Linked DNA regions of Hordeum vulgare: region 2 is linked to region 1. A link is a contact called in public Hi-C data. All regions are on one chromosome and are shown on one strand. The core of a region is the stretch at or near the end of the contact, and the rest is flanking DNA. Distances in the headings are between cores, read along the strand shown.

Region 1 (4,461 bases), core at 617-3,116:
CAGTGGAAATGTGGAATGAAAGCTAGGGTTCATCCATCAGCCGGTGGTGATCTCGTGTAGCCAAGCTCGGAGACCTCCCAGCTCGTTGATGGGGCCACCTCCTGGTGCGACCGAGTGTATTGCTGGACACATGAAAAAAAAGGACATGTAGAACACATTTTAAAATGTAGTACGAGAATTTAAAGTTGAATTTCACAAAGAAATTATCAAATCACCTCCATCTTTGTCAGCAGTTCAGCGGCGGTTGGCGCGGAGACAAGTATGTGCATACAATCTGGGTTGATGAAGCCCTCTCTGGCGCCTTTGTCAAACAGTGCCAGCAGGGTGTCATAGTAACCATCCACATTTAGCAGACCAACCTATATTGATATTAATTCTTTGTAAGCCTTGGAAATCTCGATTCGTTTGGAGTAAAAACTGCGGCCAAATTTGTCATGCAGTATAATCTACTGCTCCCTCCGTTCCATGATATAAGAGCGTTTTGCTATCCTCGGTTGCTTACCGGTTTGTTGTGAATTCCGAGTTGGGACCATGTTATCATCTCCAACAGCTCCTCCATGGTTCCGTACCCCCCTGATGAACAGAAAATTGTAAGCAATTTCTACTTACTTATCAGCGATGATGGCAGAACGATTAGGAAGATCGTTAGACATGTGGAACCTGGAAGAGCGATGAATGCTTCGGACTGTCGAGCCATCTCTGCTTTCCTCTCGTGCATGTCAGATACAACCTTCACTTCTCCCACGCTCTCACCTAATATCTGTCGGTACAATTTGAAGTGAAACTTTCAGAGAAACGGCAGATGGATATATAATGTTGTACGTACAAAATCAGACACGTGTCAATCCGTCGCCCCCTGGGATGGCATGGTCAGCATTTCAGTAAGATGCACTTAATTTGGATGTTTGGCCACACACTTCAAATTCAGCTGAGATAACCTCATGTGCCAAGTGAACTTCAGGTGTACGGCTGGATTCAGATGACAAAAATAAAAACCTTGACCAAATTCACATGAATTTCTCTATGTTTTTTTTACTTCTTTTAAAATTATTGCAGGAAAAGTGCAAGAACTTTCACTTCTTTCACAGTTCAGTTTCAGGATGAGTCGGAAGATGCATGAATTTCAAACATCAGTACACACCACGTGACTGAACCGGAAAGCATTTTCTTACTCTGGGAGGCTACCCGTACAGAATGCTAAGTACGTGCAGTAGAATGTAGATAGATAGAAATCTGAATCGTCGAGGTAGCGTACCTCGACGGGCATGAGAGCCCTGGGAATCACCCTGCCAAGAAACACTCAGTGCAAGTATTAGAAGTTTAGAACGGCAGAGCAGAGCATCTCTGCAAGAAGCAGAGGAGAACTCGTGCAGAAGGGAAGGAAGCTGTACACGGACGGACGTACGTACCCGACGACACGGCGGCCTCCGTCGAGCACCGTCCGCGCGATGAGGCCCATGAGGCCGATGCTGCCGCCGCCGTAGACGAGGTCGACGCCCCTCCTCACCTGCAAGGATCGATGAATCCCACACGGCTTAGCTCTCGCAACCCAAACGCCGCACGGCCATGGAGCTGCGGAGCATATAGCTAGCAAAGATGCGCGTTGGCAGAGCAGAGGCGAGTTTGTAGCTCCTAGTTTGGCCATTTGATCCACCCACCAGCTCGTGGCCAAGGTCGAGGGCGGCGTCGCCGAACACCCTGCGGCGGCCGGCGCTGCTGCCGCAGAAGACGCACACCGTGCGGAACCTGCTCGCCGCCCCATCCGCCATCGCCGGCCGACCGGGCACTTCTCCGACCGACCTCGGCTCGCGGCGGCGGCGGCGTCGTCGTGGCTGCGCGCGCCGACGGTGGTGGCGTCAAGACAGCTGCTACGAGGTGACGCTGGGTAACGACCGGCTCCATTTAACTCCGGGGTCGGGGTCGCGCCCCCTGCTTCGTCGCTGTCACTTTCGCGCGCGCGGTGACCACGCCACGCCATGCCAATTGACACCAATCGCCGTAGCCCCGGGTCCCCCATCCCTGCTCTGACGAAAGCCTGTAACTCTGAATTGTCTCCCTCCCGCCGTCCTCGAGAATCTTGCCCGTCCCGTCACACTGACTGCCGCTGCCCCGCCTCAGGATAACGGCATGGGCCGCACTGTTCTCGCCGGCGCCGATGCCGCATCGCATGGAGACATGGACCATCCGTCGCCGGCCCTACAGTACGCCATGCAAATCTGGATCGTCTAACCATGCCTCCATTGTGGCACGAGGAGCATGCACGCCACCGAACCGAACAAGTTACCACTAGCACCGTCAGTGTCAGGAGACAGCGCCGGCGGTAACAGCTACGAGCAGTACTCTAACACACTTTTGGCTCTGGCCTTTGGGTCTCGATCGAGCAGGTGAAAGCTTAGCTAGCGAAAGGCATCATCAACAAGATGGTTAGTCGAACGTGGCCGAAATAGACAGGTCAAAGGGGAGGGAGACGTGTTAACCGCAAAGTGAATGCTTTACTTTACATACATGGACGGCGCTCGGTTCAGATCCGATGAGCGCATCGTATATTGGGAAGGGCCAATCCGAGCAAGCAGCGCAAATTGTTTGCGCGAATGTGCGATCCCCCGAGCCCCCGAGGCGCGTCACGGGATCTTCAGGAACACGACATGCGCGCCGTTGTCAATTTTATCTCAACCGATTGAAACGGGGAGATTTGTCAATTTCATCGACCGTTCGTTGGTGACCCGTATGTACAGTGTGACAGCATCTCCAACAGATCCACTTTCTCGTATAAAAAAAATCACAATAGGTAATCGTAAGTTGCCTTAATTCAAAATTTGGGTCATCGATTTTCATGTGAAGGAACGAACAATGAAAGGGGAGGAAGACTCGTCGGAGGAAAGGAACAAGCTCGCCGGCGACCAGACTATCTAACTTAGGATGGCAAACGACCCCATTATCTATCTTAGGGGCGTGTGTGTGGTGCAGGTTTGTCGGAAAGAAAATTAGGCATCATTGGGGCTAGAGGGAGGGTCGGGGACGGCGGCAACATGATGGTGAGCAGCGGTTGAGGGGAGGGCGGGGAGGAGAGGCTTGTGGTTGACGGTCTGGTCGATGATGAGTGGGGGCGGTTGGAAAGAAAGTGTGGGAAGGAAGAAGATGAGGTGTTGTAATGTGTTTTTAAGAGAATGGTTGAAGGTATAAAATGACTGACGGTCGTTAGATGAAAGTTTAAGGGTTGGGAACGATCGCATGTAAAAAAACTGCTTCCCACATATGCGAGAAAATAGGAGACATGTATAAACCATATAAACATGGGAAACGCTTATAGCCGGTGCGCCGGTCGAACCGTTCGGCCGGTCGCACGCAGCCTGCGCGGTGGCTGGCCCACACATGCGACATTTTTTTAACGTAGATTTGCTACAACCGCGGTTAAATTTGCTACCAGCCTTTTCCATTTATTGCAACTTGTTCATTAAAAAAGTTACATCCATGTTTGGTTGCAACTCGAGTTCGTTGATTTTTTTTGCTACAACCGTGTTGATTTTTGTTACAACCGGTATCTTTTTTTGCTGCAACCGTTTAGTAAAAAAGTTGCATACACGTTCGTTAGAGTTGCAACCCGAGTTCACCAGATTGTTTTGCTACAACCCTTTTTTTGTTTTGATACCACACATCATCAGTTTCGTTTTTTTTTGCTACGATTACGTAGATATTTTTTTGTTACAACTATATTTTTGTTGCAACCGTTGACGAAAATTACTTCATCGTGAACGAAATTTATTGCATCGAGAAACAATTGTTGTATGAAGATCTAACGACGCGGCCCTGTACAGCTGCGGATCAGGCGGTCCCCGTGCGGCCAGCCGAACGATTGGGCCGGCGCGCCGCAGAGCATTGCCCTGGCACTTAAACCTGGCGGGAAACAACCTCCCTCTGTCGCGTGAAGTTTCATAGGCCCCTTCGCTCGCCAACGCCGTCGACCCCGCATCCCCTGTCTGTTGTGGCCTTGCTGTCCGCCGTGACCCTTGTACTACTGACCGCCCTGGCCTCCTCTACCCAAGTTCGTTGCCACCAGCCCAACCTAGGTAATCCTTCAGTCATTCAAGGCTGGGGTGGACGAGATCATAGCAAGCAGAAGTAAGTTGGAGAAAGTGAAAAAACAAGAGAACAGCTTGAGGTGGTTTGAGTTCAAGGCATTAGTGGAGCTTAAAGTGACATGTGAGGAGCCCAAGGCGGCAATCAAAGAAGAGAAGTTGCAAGTCCTTGCAGAGGAAGCCGAGGCGAAGAAAATGGAGCAAGAATACAAGATCATGTTCATGAGCCCTATAGGACTTGACCCCTCCCACCTACAGTATCTTGAGTTAATCAAGGTATGAATGAGAGCATCGAAGATGGCAGGGGGTGCAGGTGCAAATGCACATGGCAAAGCGGATGGCCATTGAAGTGAACATGACAATAGTAGTGGAAGTTAGGAGTGAT
Region 2 (4,461 bases), core at 756-3,255, 410 kb after region 1:
ATCCTTGGTCGAAGATACTGTCATCACACTCGTCCTCGACGATCATGTTGTGCATGATCATACAAGCAGTCATCACCTTCCAAAGCTTCCTTTCATCCCATGACAGTGCAGGGTTTCAAACGATACCCCATCGGGATTGAAGCACACCAAAAGCACGTTCCACATCCTTTCTAGCACTCTCTTGCATTTGGGTAAATTTATTTCTCTTCTCATCTTGGGGGTCCGAGATTGTCTTCACAAAAGTTGACCACTGAGGATATGTACCATCAGCTAGATAGTATCCCTTGTTGTACTGGTGGCCGTTGATCTTAAAGTTGACAGGGGGAGTGGCCTTCTGCAAGCCTTGCGAAGACTGGAGAATGATGCAACATGTTGTTATCATTGTGAGAACCTGCCATGCCGAAGAAATAATGCCATATCCAAAGATTCTACGAAGCCACCACTTCTAATATGATAGTGCATGCTTTGACATGCCCCTTGTACTGACCCTGCGAAGTAAATGGACAGTTCTTCCACCCCAGTGCATATAATCTATGCTGCCAATCATGCCTGGAAAGCCTCTAGCTGTGTTGGTCGCCAACAATCTCTCTGTATCTGCGGCAGTTGGCTGCCTCAAGTACTCAGGGCCAAACACCTCGATCACAGCCTAGCAGAACTTGTACATTGACATCGGACATGTTGTCTCACTCATATGCACATACTCATCCACCAGATCGCCTGAAATTCCATATGCAAGCATGCGGATGGTCGCAGTGCATTTCTGGTAAGAGGAGAATCCTAGCTTGCCAATGGCATCAGTCTTGCACTGGAAGTATGGGTCATGAGCAACCACTCCCTCTCCCATACGATTGAACACATGCCTTGTCATATGAAAACGGCAACAGAATTTATCCGGCTTGAAGAGCGGTGTGTTCGCAAAGTAATCGGCATAGAGCAGGGCCTGGCCTCTCTCCCTGTCGTGGTTCAGGTTCGGAGCACGACCAGGGAGTGACCCCCTGTACCGAGGGAGCTGCCGTTGAATGTGGTCGTGAACCGTCACTGCAGCCACCACCATATCTTCATCATCGTCCGACGAATCGTCCGACGAATAAATGAAGTGCTGGAAGAAAAACTCATAATCACTATCCATACCTTTGCGGGCAAATTGTCGAACACCTTGCACTCATGGTGGCAAAGAGGCCGCCATGGTCACCTCAATGCAGTGGTGGTTGGTTGCCGGCTACTGGCCGCTCTGGAGCACTCGTCGGAAGCTGCCGTGGCCGCCGTGGTAGGTCGCGTGCGGCCGTATCCACTCTGCTGCCGGCTACGACGACGACGACCAAACCTCCTCCGATCGACGCACAAACTATGACGAAAGCGCGGGCGTGGTGACGGCCATGGCAAGACGGGGTTTGCTATGGACGGCGGGGGGATGAGGTGGTCGGAGAATAGCGGCGGTGCCGTCGGCGGGGCGGGGCGGGAGAGGGGGTGGAGGCGTTGGAATTTCTGGAAGTACTTGTGTCCCCGACACGCGGGCCACGGACGGACAAGGGCGTGCGGCGAGCGCGTCCGCACGATGTCCGTTTCCCCAAACTGGACGTAAGTTTGGGCCGGGGATGGGTCGAAAACGGACGAAATCCGGACATTTGTCCGTTTGGGTCCGCACGTTGGGCCACGGTATTCGTCCGTTCTATACCAAACGGAAGCGCGCGGACAAGATGAGGTCGCGCGGTGGAGTTGGCCTAGGCAGCTTGGGCCTCTGCCACCGATTGCCAGATTCAGCCTCTGTTATTTCTTTTTCTGATGTGTCTTTTTTTTTTGAGAGGTTTTCTGATGTGTCTTGCACTAGACCGGAGTGTGCACAAGAGAGAAAGGTGCTCGATCGATCGGCTGCCTCTCTCCTCGCCCCACCACGTCATCTCACCCCCCTTCCCTTCCGCCGTCGGATCCGCGGCCGACGCGCCACGATCCCGCCCCCACTAACCCGAGCCGGCTAAACCAGGTCTCCCCCGTCCCACGCAGACAGACAGAGACAGGCACAGCGGTCCACGCTTCTCCCGTCCATTTCCACACCAGGCCAGCGACCCGCCGTCGCGGAGATCGCTCGCTCCCTCCCTTGCTGTCCGCGCCGGCGCCGGCGCCGGCGGCCAGGAAACCCCTCCCTTCGCCCCCGAGAGACGCCCGGCTCAGGTAGGGCTTCCTCCCATCCTCGCCGCCTACCCACCCTCTCCCTCTCCCTCTCCCGACCCATGCTAGCACGGCCCCGGCGAGCCGCGCCCATTTCCATCGCTCGGCTGGCGGGTGGGCTCGTAGTGCCCTCCTTCCCCACCCCCGTCCGACGCCCGGTCGGCGCGCCGAGCCGCCGCGTCCCTCCGTCCCTCGGGCCGCGCGTCCTAGGGTTTGCTGAATAGTGCCGCGTTCTCCCCGTAATTACATTTCCACGCTCTGTTCTCCCCTAGATCTGTTCCGAATTAGGTTTTCTTATCAGTGGCCGTGTGCATTTTTGTTTACGGGACCTTCCGGTTCTCCCCCAACCCCAAATTGGTATGGTAATAAAAAGCACAGCATCGCTTTTAGTTTTAGGCATTTTCAGCGCCACTTTTAGGGCGGGAGTAATCGCCTAGCTGGCAGATATGCATCGAATTGCCATTCATTCACCTGGTTGGACCTCTGATCGGCATTTCGACAGACCATGCCAATTCTATCCACCACCCTTTTCTTAGGAAGATTTGGGTCTGTATAGCATTAAAAGAAGACCATTCTAGCAGTATGGCCTTAAAAGGAAAGCTTTTGATTGCAGTTTGCTATGGCGCAATGTTCTTTCAGTGATACAGATCCAAACCTTCCTCCTTTTTAAATTTTAACAGCGTTAATTCCGGACCAAATTACCGTCTCTTTTTCGCTTGGTACAGATCATGTGAAATTCCAGGGCTCTAGCAACCACAGAACTTAAGGCAGAGAGGGAGTGAGTGGAAACATGGTTCGCTTCAGTCAATTAGAACGGGTCATTTGCATTTTGGTACTGCCACATGCGTATTTTGTGGGGGAAAAAAGAATATTGGCCACGTGTGTTGACAAAAGCTTTGTTTCTACTTCAGGTAGAAAGCGGGAAGTTTTTGTAATATTTATTTGTACCAAGATGAAACTTTTGCTATAGATGGAGTGATCTCAATGAATATGTGGTTCTTGAAATCTAGTTTGCCAATGCTACGCCTCCACAGCTATTTTCGCCACTCAAACAAAAAATTGCAACCTATTCCCTCTGTAAAGAAATAGAAGAGCATCTAGATAACTAAAGTAGTAATCTAAACGCTCTTATATTTCTTTATGGAGGGAGTACTATTTACATCACCTAGCACTAGCAAAAAAGAAACACAGTTTGCAACAGTTTGTCAATCTGTAATTGACAGGGGTAACAAGCTGTTTCTTCACCCTATACTTAAGAAGGGTGGCATCTGCAACAAAGCAAACTTCCAAACTCGAAAAGATGGTCTGGAACTTTTGAAATCTTCCAGATGTGCCAGGAAATCAAAATTACAGTCTCCTTAAAGCAGGGCCTATTGAAATTTCTACAAGCCCATTGGATCGAAAAGTCTAAGCTCCCCTGGGCTCAACCAATCTGGAGACAGGTCCATGCTCTTATGCTGACATTGCAGTGAAAGAATAGATGCTGCCAATCTCTCTAGGCCCTAAAGGGCAGAGCAGAAATGATCATCATCAAACACATGCCAATGCCTATGTTTTAGGATACCCCTGGTGTTGAATTCTACCGTCGAGGATCAGCTGGGCAAATACTTCATATGTCAAGACGCACCTGCTTTGTCCAATCCTGCTCTAAATCTGTTGCGGCGCGATGTACCTCCACTTCTCTTCTTTTTCATAGTACCTCTCGTCCTCTCCCCAACTTCTTGGCTGATCTTCACCCGAACTTCCACACCGTTTGTGCTAATCTAGTATTGATGGCAGAGCCCAATCCAAATCCATGGCCCTTCAATTCCTAAGTAATTATATCTTCCAAGCTTTTTCCTGATTTGTCCTCATTCTCGTAAGAGCAAATCCAGTGGCAGAGAAAATATGTAAGTGAGGACATACATATAGGGGAAATAAGAAAAATATTTTAAATGTGAGCATAACAGTTATATTGTCCTAGCGGTAAAGCTCTGAGGTTTTGTGTATGAAACCCATCAACTTATGGTTTCTTTCTCATATTCATGTCCTGTACACCTCCAATAACTGCAAAAACAAGGAAATGCCGAATTGACGAGTCTAACAGACAACCTCCCATTCAAGCCCAACTGAAACTTTCCAGTGTACCAGCTTACATATATTCAGTTTCCATCTTGGTGTGACTCGGGCTCCTGCTGGCCCCCCTTCCTCTGTGTCTGGCAATTGATGGAAAGAGTATGGTGGCTAGCTATTCAGCAGCATGATTAATCAGCAAGGCTTGGAATTTGCTTGTATGTATCTGGTTTTGATGTAGCT

What was found. Hi-C and Micro-C count contacts between places; a contact is called where the count stands out from the background.
Region 2: a contact with region 1 is called in a Hi-C map of leaf, with 3 times the contacts expected there. The contact joins the promoter of LOC123448192 here to the promoter of LOC123448173 in region 1. A contact is called at or near these places in 2 of 6 Hi-C or Micro-C datasets (leaf and seedling).

What each region holds. Positions count from the first base shown.
Region 1 is chr1H:485,885,167-485,889,627 of MorexV3_pseudomolecules_assembly, forward strand. LOC123448173 (probable cytokinin riboside 5'-monophosphate phosphoribohydrolase LOGL7) reads right to left here and starts at 1,867. Exons shown (of 7, transcript XM_045124984.1): 1 at 1,659-1,867; 2 at 1,410-1,507; 3 at 1,256-1,286; 4 at 661-760; 5 at 503-573; 6 at 216-359; 7 at 1-122. The coding sequence starts at 1,769. The coding sequence ends at 30.
Region 2 is chr1H:486,295,260-486,299,720 of MorexV3_pseudomolecules_assembly, forward strand. LOC123448192 (histone-lysine N-methyltransferase, H3 lysine-9 specific SUVH1-like) reads left to right here and starts at 2,006. Exons shown (of 3, transcript XM_045125015.1): 1 at 2,006-2,169.